Linked DNA regions of Salmo salar: region 1 is linked to region 2. The links are chromatin contacts, called in public Hi-C maps. All regions are on one chromosome and are shown on one strand. Each heading gives the region's core, a stretch centred on a gene start, on an enhancer-like site or on the middle of the called end of the contact. The rest is flanking DNA. Distances are from core to core; before and after follow the strand shown. Region 1 holds the start of LOC106577561 (cell adhesion molecule 4-like). Region 2 overlaps LOC106577561 (cell adhesion molecule 4-like).

Region 1 (5,066 bases), core at 606-3,105, 45 kb before region 2:
TTGGAGTAGGCTTACAAAAAGATGACCAGCTACACTTTTACCTCACATATCATATAGGAATCATTGTTAGGAATCATTGTTATTACCTTACACCAAGTATTTATCATTGTTGATTCTGTTTCCTAAGAATATCCATGCACAATATAGTGATAAGTATACCCATAACCACACATTAGTTATTACATTAGCCTATAGTTGGGTGACAAGCTGATGCTACTATGCTGCGAACTGGAGTGCAACATGTCTCAGCAAGACAGACAGCAGCAGCATACCGGTCTTTGGAAGCCTGTCTCAGTGGACATCTCCATTGGAATGACTAGAGCAGGCCACTCTTGAATAATATAGCAACTAGGGCCCGCTCAAAGACATTGTTTAGAACACATGGTCTCTATTCTGTTAAATTGCATGTATGTATGAATGTATGGGTTGAAATTAAAGTTCGGTTTTCGCTGGAGAGGCAGGTGTTCCCCCATCATTAAAATCCAACAATGCCCCATCTGGTGTGGGGGAGCCGCCGCTGACTCCCGCCAACCGGGGAACAAACACTCCGAGAGAAAGTGACAGGGGAAAATGAAACGGGACGCGAAATGCGGGGGGCGGATATTATCCTAGGCAAAACAACATGATGAAAGCGAACATATCTCGGCGTGGGACAAATAGAAATCAAAAGACAGAAGGAACGGAAGTGTGGTTGAGCGGGAGAAGTACAGAAGGGTAAATCAGTAGCCTACAATCATATCAGGCTACCCATGACTACGGGGCAGAATAATTTATACAGATGGGCCTATTATTGAGACTGAGACAGGCCACTTTTTATGTAGCAATTTTAGAGGAACATTCAGGCTTCGGGCTACAGCATTTCCATCGAGCAATTTTCAAAGCTGAAAATGAGAATGTGCCCTACTTCAAATATATTATAATTTTCAGGCTGAATTAATTAATTAACAAATACATGTTAATTATAGGCCCATGTTCCGAGCTGATCTGACATGCTATGCACTTTCCCCATCCAAAGGTGTCGCCAAACACTTACTTTGAAACATATTCATTCACGTATAATACAATATTTACTGAGGTATATTCAAAAGAAAATACAATTTTCATAATAGGTCCGTTTGGTGCCACGCTTTGACTGGAAAACTCAATTTAGGGTGCAGTGCAACCACAGCATGACGGTAAACTGAGTCTCCGGTGCTTCTTATTCAGCCGTTGTTTGCGCCCCCAAGCTCTGTCTAGAACAAGGATCTGAAACCGCTGGAGAGTTTTGTTGGTTTCATTCCATTAGCGCTATTCCAAGCGGTAATTTGCTAAAATATACCTGTTATTTAGGCTAGTGCTCTCATCTACACTACACTGATGATTTCACTTTACATTTAGAACACAAACAAACACAAGTTTTCTGTTTACTCCTAGGCTACTCCAATATCAAACTAGGTGTAATAAATTCCTTTGATCGACAATAAGTTCTATAGCTTCCATGTATATGGCCATGATAGCACATTTTAATCTTCAGCCTAGTATGTTTTGAATGTTACAATAACATACTGTGTATATATATACATATTTGTAAATGCATCTCATTGAATATCAAACAGTCTTATAATTCTAAACGTTGGCTTAACTATGCATGTTTTGTAAATACCTTTTATTTGGTAGGCTATTAATGTTTGTTATCAACCCTGCCAACCTACATTGATTGATAGTTTGTAGTATGTTTCCTCCCTCTCTCCCCTTGTTTTCTGAACCCACCCTCATCTTGATATACAATCCTCCACCTGCTCCTTGCTTCTTATTGGTCAGAGAACAGTTCCGAGTCCCGCCCTCTGCGCTTACTTTTAAATATATTTACATCTTTAAGTAACCAAGAAAAACTGTCCGAACCACAGTCGTTTAGTCACGTCCACGAGGAAAAAAAGTGGGCGTATGTGTCTAATAGTAAGCACTTTTTTTGTATGTTAAAAGACCCCAGCGAATGTTGTTAAAGAGAACAAGACACACTCCAGGCTTTATTCGCGGGTGAACCTGCGGGTTCACGTCACTTTGATTTCTCCAAGGAAGAGGAATATCAAAAAGATCAGCGGGACTATCAACGATGGCATTTACGGCCGTGTGGAACTACTCCGTTCCCTTGTCTGTCATCACTTTGCTATCTCTTGTGGGGACAGGTAAGAACATTTTCTGTTTGGGAATGATATAAAGAATGGGCTATCTGCTCGTAAAGAAAGACATCATACTTTCTGTAGGGACTTGCCCTGACCTTTTGTTGACTATTCAAGTTGAAAGGAGTGCGTGATAACCTAAACGCTAAATATCCACCGCAGGCTTTTTCGTCCTGTAAATGGGATATTTTGTCAGTGGATAGGACTGCGCGCTGCCTGCCTGGGACAGTGGTGATTGTGTATGTGTGATTACGCGCCTCCTGCGGTCTTCTGTGAAGCTTTCTAAGCCCGATGTGGTCTGTATCTCATTGAACACACATCGTTGGTGTTTAACCTACACATCGATATATTGATGCTACACGGTAGCATGGTTTATTTTATGTTTGGACAGGTTGTATTATATGCAAACATGCATTGTTACGCCCCCATATTGAAAAGAAAAAGTAAAAATCTATTGCCACCATCGTACCTTCTGGCCAGTGTTCAGATCTTATATGATATTGAAATGTACATTGCATCGCCATCATACTCCATAACCTATACGTCTTTCACTTCATCATTTGTATCGACAGAACATAGTTGGGATACACAACGGGGTTTATAGCTAGATATACGACTGTGCACGTCATGCGCATAGGATATGTAACCGCACAGTGTGAATATCGATTCAGCCACATGCCTGATCATAACAAATACCGCAGCAGAGCAGAGAATCCCGCTACTATCACACATTCCCTGTCCAGTCAGTCAATGTTGACAGCGTCCTCGGCCAAAGTCATTTTGCTTGCCTGGGTTCTGGGGACAGATAGTCGCAGTGTGCTAGCCCAGTATCCCTAGCCTCATGTGTTTGTCTGATAGAGTACTACTCATTTCCTGACATTCTCCACATTATGTGTTCTGGAAGCTTTGAGTTCTCAACACCTTATCAGCTAGTCTGATATCTATAAATGTTGTATTGCAGAATGTTCATTAAAGCCAGCCAGGCACCCTTAGGCAGTGCTGGAGACTACTATTGTCCTCTCTCCCTTGTATGTCTGTGTGCCTAGGGATAGTCTCAACCTGTTCCGTTCTGTTCCCATAGGGACAGCCTATTTCATGCTCACCATCCCATGAGAAGTGCATGTGCTGCACACTGGGGATGTGGATTAATATGACATTTCCAAGACAACTTGCTCTTTTACTGCATGGCTTTGGTTTCACCATCTGTTTGTATCCGAGAGGAATTGTTTTAGCTCAGCTTGCATCAATGTTTATTAGAATGAGTTACAATTCTCATGATTCTAACACAGGAATTAGAAGTGGGTTGTGTGGATAGTCTTGTTTTATAGGTTCCCATATGGTACCCATGAGCTATTACTAAGTTATATTACGCTGTAGTGTAGACTGATGTCATTATATTCAGTAATATTGATTATGCTTCTAGCAAGGCAGTGAATGGGTTAAGATCTTGCTTCTTACTGTAGTGTATTGTCACAGAGCGGTGCTGTGCCTGCCGATAATGTCTACTGTTGGAGAAACATTACTCTTTCCTCCATACCCCTATGTTATTGTATTCCACAGCTGCTGCTCTATAGCCAAGAGAGGGAGAGAGAGAATGATGTTATATGCATGAGTGTGTTATTGTGTGTGCATGTATCCTTTACTGGAGTAAGAGAGAAAGGTGTGTGTTTGTGCTGCTTACAGTGCAGGGTTTTGTCAGAGCTGCAGGCTGCCTTGGCTGGGGCCTGGTTGGTGATCACTGTCATTAATCAAGCTAGTGACAGGGCTTGGGGTGGGGTGGGGGGGGGGAGTCAGCCGGGGGGAGTAAGGAATCATGACATGTAACGTGGTCGAGTTTATGGGGAGCTGGAATGGGGTAGGGAGATGGAGGAGAGCAATAGAAAGAGGGGGTTGGAGGAGAGGCAGAGCTGCAGTGAGGAGATGGAGCTGGAGAGATGGCTGGTTTTCAACACCCCTTCATCATGCAAATCAGGATGGAAATCAGGAAAACTAATTTAGAGGGGAGGTGGAGGAATGGAGGAGGGAGACGAGGGGAAGGGAGAAAAAGAGAGGCCCTCTGACAATGGCAGAGAGAGAGGGATGGATGGACTGATTGGATGGATAGACAAGAGTGATGTAAAGACAGGGATGCAGCCCGAGATGGCTACCTAATAGGAAGAGAAGGAGAGTGACAGAAAGCGATGGAGAGTGGGGGGAAAGAGAGAGAGAGAGAGCGAGATGGAGAAGAAAAAAAGCAAAGCAGAGGCAAGGAGGACTTCACAGCGCGTGTCTGCTGGGCAAGCCTGAGACACACACACACACACACACACTGAGAGCTCTGTATCGGGGTTCTGGTGTGTGGGTGATCCACTACAGCTGCAGGCCAAATTGCCAGAGCAAATCAAATCAAATTTTATTTGTCACATGTGCGGAATACAACAGGCATAGACCTTACAGTGAAATGCTTACTTACAAGCCCTTAACCAACAATGCCGTTTTAAGAAAAATACCTACAAAATAAGAAATAAAAGTAACAAATAATTAAGGAGCAGCAGTAAAATAACAATAGCTTGGCTATATACAGGGGGTACAGGTACAGATTCAATGTGCGGGGGCTCTGGTTAGTCGAGGTAATTGAGATAATATATACAGTTGAAGTCGGAAGTTAACATACGCCTTAGCCAAATACATTTCAACTCAGTTTTTCACAATTCCTGACATTTAATCAGAGTAAAAATTCCCTGTCTTAGGTCAGTTAGGATCACCACTTTATTTTAAGAATGTGAAATGTCAGAATAATAGTAGAGAGAATTACTTATTTCAGCTTCTATTTCTTTCATCACATTCCCAGTGGGTCAGAAGTTTACATACACTCAATTAGCATTTGGTAGCATTGCCTTTAAATTGTTTAACTTGGGTCAAACGTTT
Region 2 (4,669 bases), core at 1,116-3,615:
CGACTGGCATTTACATCAATTAATAAAAAGCATTATTTTGTAATGGATTGTTTTTCTTCTCCTGGACAACCATGTGACCTGATAACATATTTTTTGGGCCAAAAGCTGGGATTTTCCGGCTAACGGAAACCCTGGTATACACTGGTTGTTTACGAAGCATGTGACAAATAAAATTGATTATGAACGCAGCATTCCTGAACGGCTATAACCAGTTTTTCCAGATTTGTATTTTATTTTTATTTCACCTTTATTTAACCAGGTAGGCTAGTTGAGAACAAGTTCTCATTTACAACAGGTCGTAGTTCAGGTCACATGGTTAGGAAATACTATCTCATTGGTCAGCAGACAGGAACTAAAGGGTCCATTGGAAAACAACACAATAAACAAAACCCTACAATGACTTCTCACTGAATACCTCAATCAATGGTGAATTGCATTGCTGAGAAGGATTGTTAGTGTTCATTTTCAGGCCTGTGATAGAGGCACTGTATGTCTGCAGCTCATAAGCTATGTCACACTATGACAGGTAATCACTATTACACTCCGCCTTTCCATTTGGGTAACTGATCATCACTACATATAAAACCACCCCTGATCGTGATTTGTGCCATCGATTAAAACGCAGGAGGGAAACATTGGAGAGATGTTCGCAAGAACTAACAACGCTAGGCGGGGAGAGAGATGGGGGGGGGGCTTGGGCGAGGAGTGCGATGATAGGTGGGTTGAGTGGTAAAGGAGTGGGGTGAGGGGGGTGCAAGACAGACATAAAATACAGAAACGTGTCCTTATATGGAAATGCAGGGGAATGGGCCTGGGCTGGTTCTGTGACAGATAGGAAGAATGACAGCTGTGTGGGCCAATCAATAAGGGCCCACAGCGCAGCCCTGTCAAACAGATGGCAAATTGGAGAGCGGGGTGACACTAAGACAAATTGACACAATCAGATACACAGAGACGGACAGGCGTGATGTGTGAAACACACACAGACAGACATACACTCTGGAAACAAATAACCAAATCTACTGGGAGGGAGGGAGAGATCATCAGGGATGCAAAGGCCAAAGCCTTCAACCTGTCTGTGTTGGGACTATTTTCTCTCCCTCTTGTACCTGTGTTGATCACGTTTCCTGTCTTCCCCTTCTTTCTCTCACACCTTCCCCTTTGCGGCCACACATACATTTTACAGTGTCAATCTGGGTTGTGCCCTTATCTTCTCTGTCCTCCCTCCTCCTCATTCTCCTCATTTGGTTGCCTCTCTTTTTCACTTTGTTTCTTTCTTTTTCCTCTACTGGCTTCTGGTGGGTTTTTGTTTGGGTGCGAGGCATCGGTCACTGTGTGGGTAGTGTGTGTGTGTGTTTGTGTGTGCGTGTGTCTCTGTGCCTCTGTCTGTGCCATGTTGTTGTTGTGTGTCTGCTGTGCCTGTTTGTGTATGTATTCAGCAAGCACCATTTGTCTCTGTTGTTTGTTTGCGAAAGCAGGAAGATAAATGTAATTAGATAAATGAAATTGCACTGTTCCCTTTATCTCCTCTCTCTCTCCCACTCTGTTCTCCCTAATCCATCTCTTGCTGCTCTTCTCATTCTCTCTCACTCTTTTGCCCTTCCAGTCCCTCTTTCTCCTTCTCTCGCTCTCCATCTCTCCCGGACGTATTTTCATTTGCAGGGTGTGAAAGTTGCTGTTTGAATAAGCATATTTGTCCTGCTTAATAGTATGCCTCCTCACTCCAGTCCGTCATTTAGCTTATTCTCCTTATCTTCTGTAAACACACACATTCCTCTTGCTATCTCTGGGCTTCTCTCTTTCTCTCTAGGCTTCTTCTCTCTCTGGCTTTCTCTTTCGACCCACCGCTCTGCCCATTTCCAACACCCAAGTTTATCAAAATAGTACTAATAAACAACATACTGGGTTTAGCATGTGGCTATTACACCAACAGTAGAACTCTTAGAGTGACTGGCTTTAAAAAGCAACGGATCGTTGTGATAACAGCTAGTTACTAAACAGTTATTCTGGTGTCAAAATTCACTATAAAGTGTAAATAGGATCATTTTGGTCATAAAGTCGGTGCATCACAACAGGTAAATGAAGGTTGGGTTTTGGTTTGATTATGTCCGTTTGTCCACTGACATGGGGTGAACAGCTGTGGTGATCGCTCTCTATCCAATAGCATAGACAGTGAGACAGACCTGCCCAGCAGCTCTGACTTTGTTTACATAAGACAACCCGTCTCACATTTCTTTACTTGAGAAATACTGCACCAAACGCCTTAGTTAGATGGAAAATTGTGCAACGACAACATCCTCTGCAAAAATGTCCAAATTGATTACAGATCTCTTGAGTTGTCTTAGATTCATTCTGGGGATTTTGAGGAAGTGAAATAGGCTTCCGTGTCTATAGTGGCTCATGGGTGACAAACATCCTTAACCAAACACAGAATCGGACAGGAAACACCTCCAAGATTGTAATCTTGTTTTTCTAATGAGTAACAGAAAAACACACGTGCCAATCGGCGTGTTCAGCGGCTCTTTAACCCTGTACATCAGATGGACACAGTACCAATCACGCTAAGAGTTCTCCTTTCATACCTCAACACTTGTCCCCTATTAGGAGGGTAACTGGTGTTACTGCCCAACATATTAATCATATGTTTCAGGAAATGATTTGAGTATTGCAGTTGACAGAGGAAACGTTGTACTGGAAGCTTGCCTGTTGGGGAGTTGATTCCAAAGCCATCACTACAATGTCAATGTCCTTTCAAAATCCAATTGAAGCGTGACGTGAATTCCCTAACTTGGACCTGGCTACTGGGAAAAGTGCAGATGAAGAACATCAGATGTTATACAATAAAACATTTTATAGCTGAATTAAACAACACTTGTGGGAGCAGAAAACTGTAAATATGACCTTGTTTCTAAAGTAAGGACTGTTCTCTCACGGTCTGTGAAACCCGTATGGGAATGTGTCAGGTATTTATCAGTAGGGGTTTGTTGTCGGCTTACAGGGTTTATTATTGACTTATCATCCACAGTGACCTATTTCACCTCCTTTTATTCATCGTCGTTGTCATGGAGTAAATCCCACGCACCTTCACCAGTAAGCTCAGAGGTGCCAGTGTTTTGCCCATTATTCATCATCATCACATTTCTGTACACGGATTTAAAGAGCCAACTCTGCTTTATCTATTTCTGAGTGTTTTCACGACTCCGGGACCAATGAAATGTATTCAGATACCATCTGGAGTTTCGTTCTATTATGTTCACAAATGGAACATCTTTCCATTTCCTGTTCCATTTCATGTATCAGTTTTGGAGATACAAGGTTTTCTCCTGGCAGCAACACCATCGTTATTGGCTCAACATCTGAGACGCAGCCGGAGGTAGTGTAGTGTCTCTCTCCCTCACTCTGCTGTTTTCTTACATAAGCTTTATGCAATGTCTGCTGGGAGTTTGACATGTCAATGCCAATGTCTGTCACGTGTGGTAGTATGATGAGCATTAGAATGTACAGTGAAGTAAGTGTTTACATTAGTGTAGATCGGGGCAGGGGTTTGACCATGGACTGTGTGAGTATTGTGTGTATCAGGAGCTGTTCTATGCCGTGCTCTGCCCAGCAGCTGCTAGCCTATTTGCATGTCTGCCTCCAGCAGGTAGCTATGTGTGGGTGGGTGTGTGTGTGTAATTTCATATGCCAGCATGCCACTGTGATTGTCTTCCCAGGGACAGTGACAGGTCATGTTGTTGCTCGTAGTAGCAGGAAGCTGGCTGTGGCTGTGTTTGTGTCTGTGCGGGTGTGTGACTGCTGCCAATGGAGTGTGTCGTTGCGTGTGTGTTTTTATAAATACTGCAAAAGAGATGGTGTGTGTGAGTGCACTTTTTGTGTGTGCATGGGCATGTACATCTTTGTGTGTGTGTGTGTGTGTGTGTGTGTGTGTGAGACGAGGTCAGTCTGAGTGCAATGTGTTTTTATATCTACCTGTCAGCATGTATTAAAGTTGCACTATGTAGAATTTGCTCTGCCATTTCCTGTTTGCTAAACCTCTAATAGTTTGTCTAATTTTCTGTTTGTGACAAAATAAGCTAGTATAGTGTAGAGAATCATTGTATCATATAATCCGCTGTGAAATATATTTTCCATAACCAAAAATATTGTTGTTTCAGCTGTTTGAAGCTGGTGTACAAAACCAAAAGTAGCAAAAACAAAACTTAAGAACGGGAAGCATAGAAATAGAGCACATAGAACAGATCAACCGCTTCTTAAACAGATCAACCGCTTCTTAATTAAAAAGTTACATATTGCCACTTTAATGTTTGTGGGTGTGTGTGTGTGTTAGTTTAGTTCTGTTGGTTTGATTGTATGTCAAAATGTCTATGAGGATTCATGTCTTTATCTAAGTGAGTTTGTGGTCACAGAAGTATATGTCAGTGTGTGTGTGTGTGCATGTGTGTGTGTGTGTGCATGTGTGCCTGACTTCTAGGTCTTTGAGTGAGTATTTGTGTGATTGTATTTTATGTCAAATTGTCCGTTTGAATTAGCGTCTTTCTCTTCCTCTGTGTGTGTGTCATTCCCTGTCTGACTGTCTCACTCTGAGCAGGTGGGTGAGTGATGGCATCTGTGTGTGTTTTGTGTTGACATGGTGACACCGGCTCTCAAAAAACATTTGGACCATCATTAT

Evidence for each region. A called contact is a pair of places that touch in the nucleus more often than the background predicts.
Region 1: a contact with region 2 is called in a Hi-C map of blood, with 2.4 times the contacts expected there. The contact joins the promoter of LOC106577561 here to the enhancer-like site in region 2. A contact is called at or near these places in 2 of 3 Hi-C or Micro-C datasets (blood and gill).

What each region holds. Positions count from the first base shown.
Region 1 is chrssa02:24,668,853-24,673,918 of Ssal_v3.1, reverse strand. LOC106577561 (cell adhesion molecule 4-like) reads left to right here and starts at 1,855. Exons shown (of 9, transcript XM_045713019.1): 1 at 1,855-2,165. The coding sequence starts at 2,093.
Region 2 is chrssa02:24,624,872-24,629,540 of Ssal_v3.1, reverse strand. All of the region lies in intron 1 of LOC106577561 (cell adhesion molecule 4-like), which reads left to right. Among protein-coding and RNA genes, the nearest start is that of LOC106577561, 45 kb to the left of the region's middle. Within about 2 kb of position 2,365, at least 1 of the 13 cell types and tissues checked has an H3K27ac peak or open chromatin away from gene starts, as enhancers often do.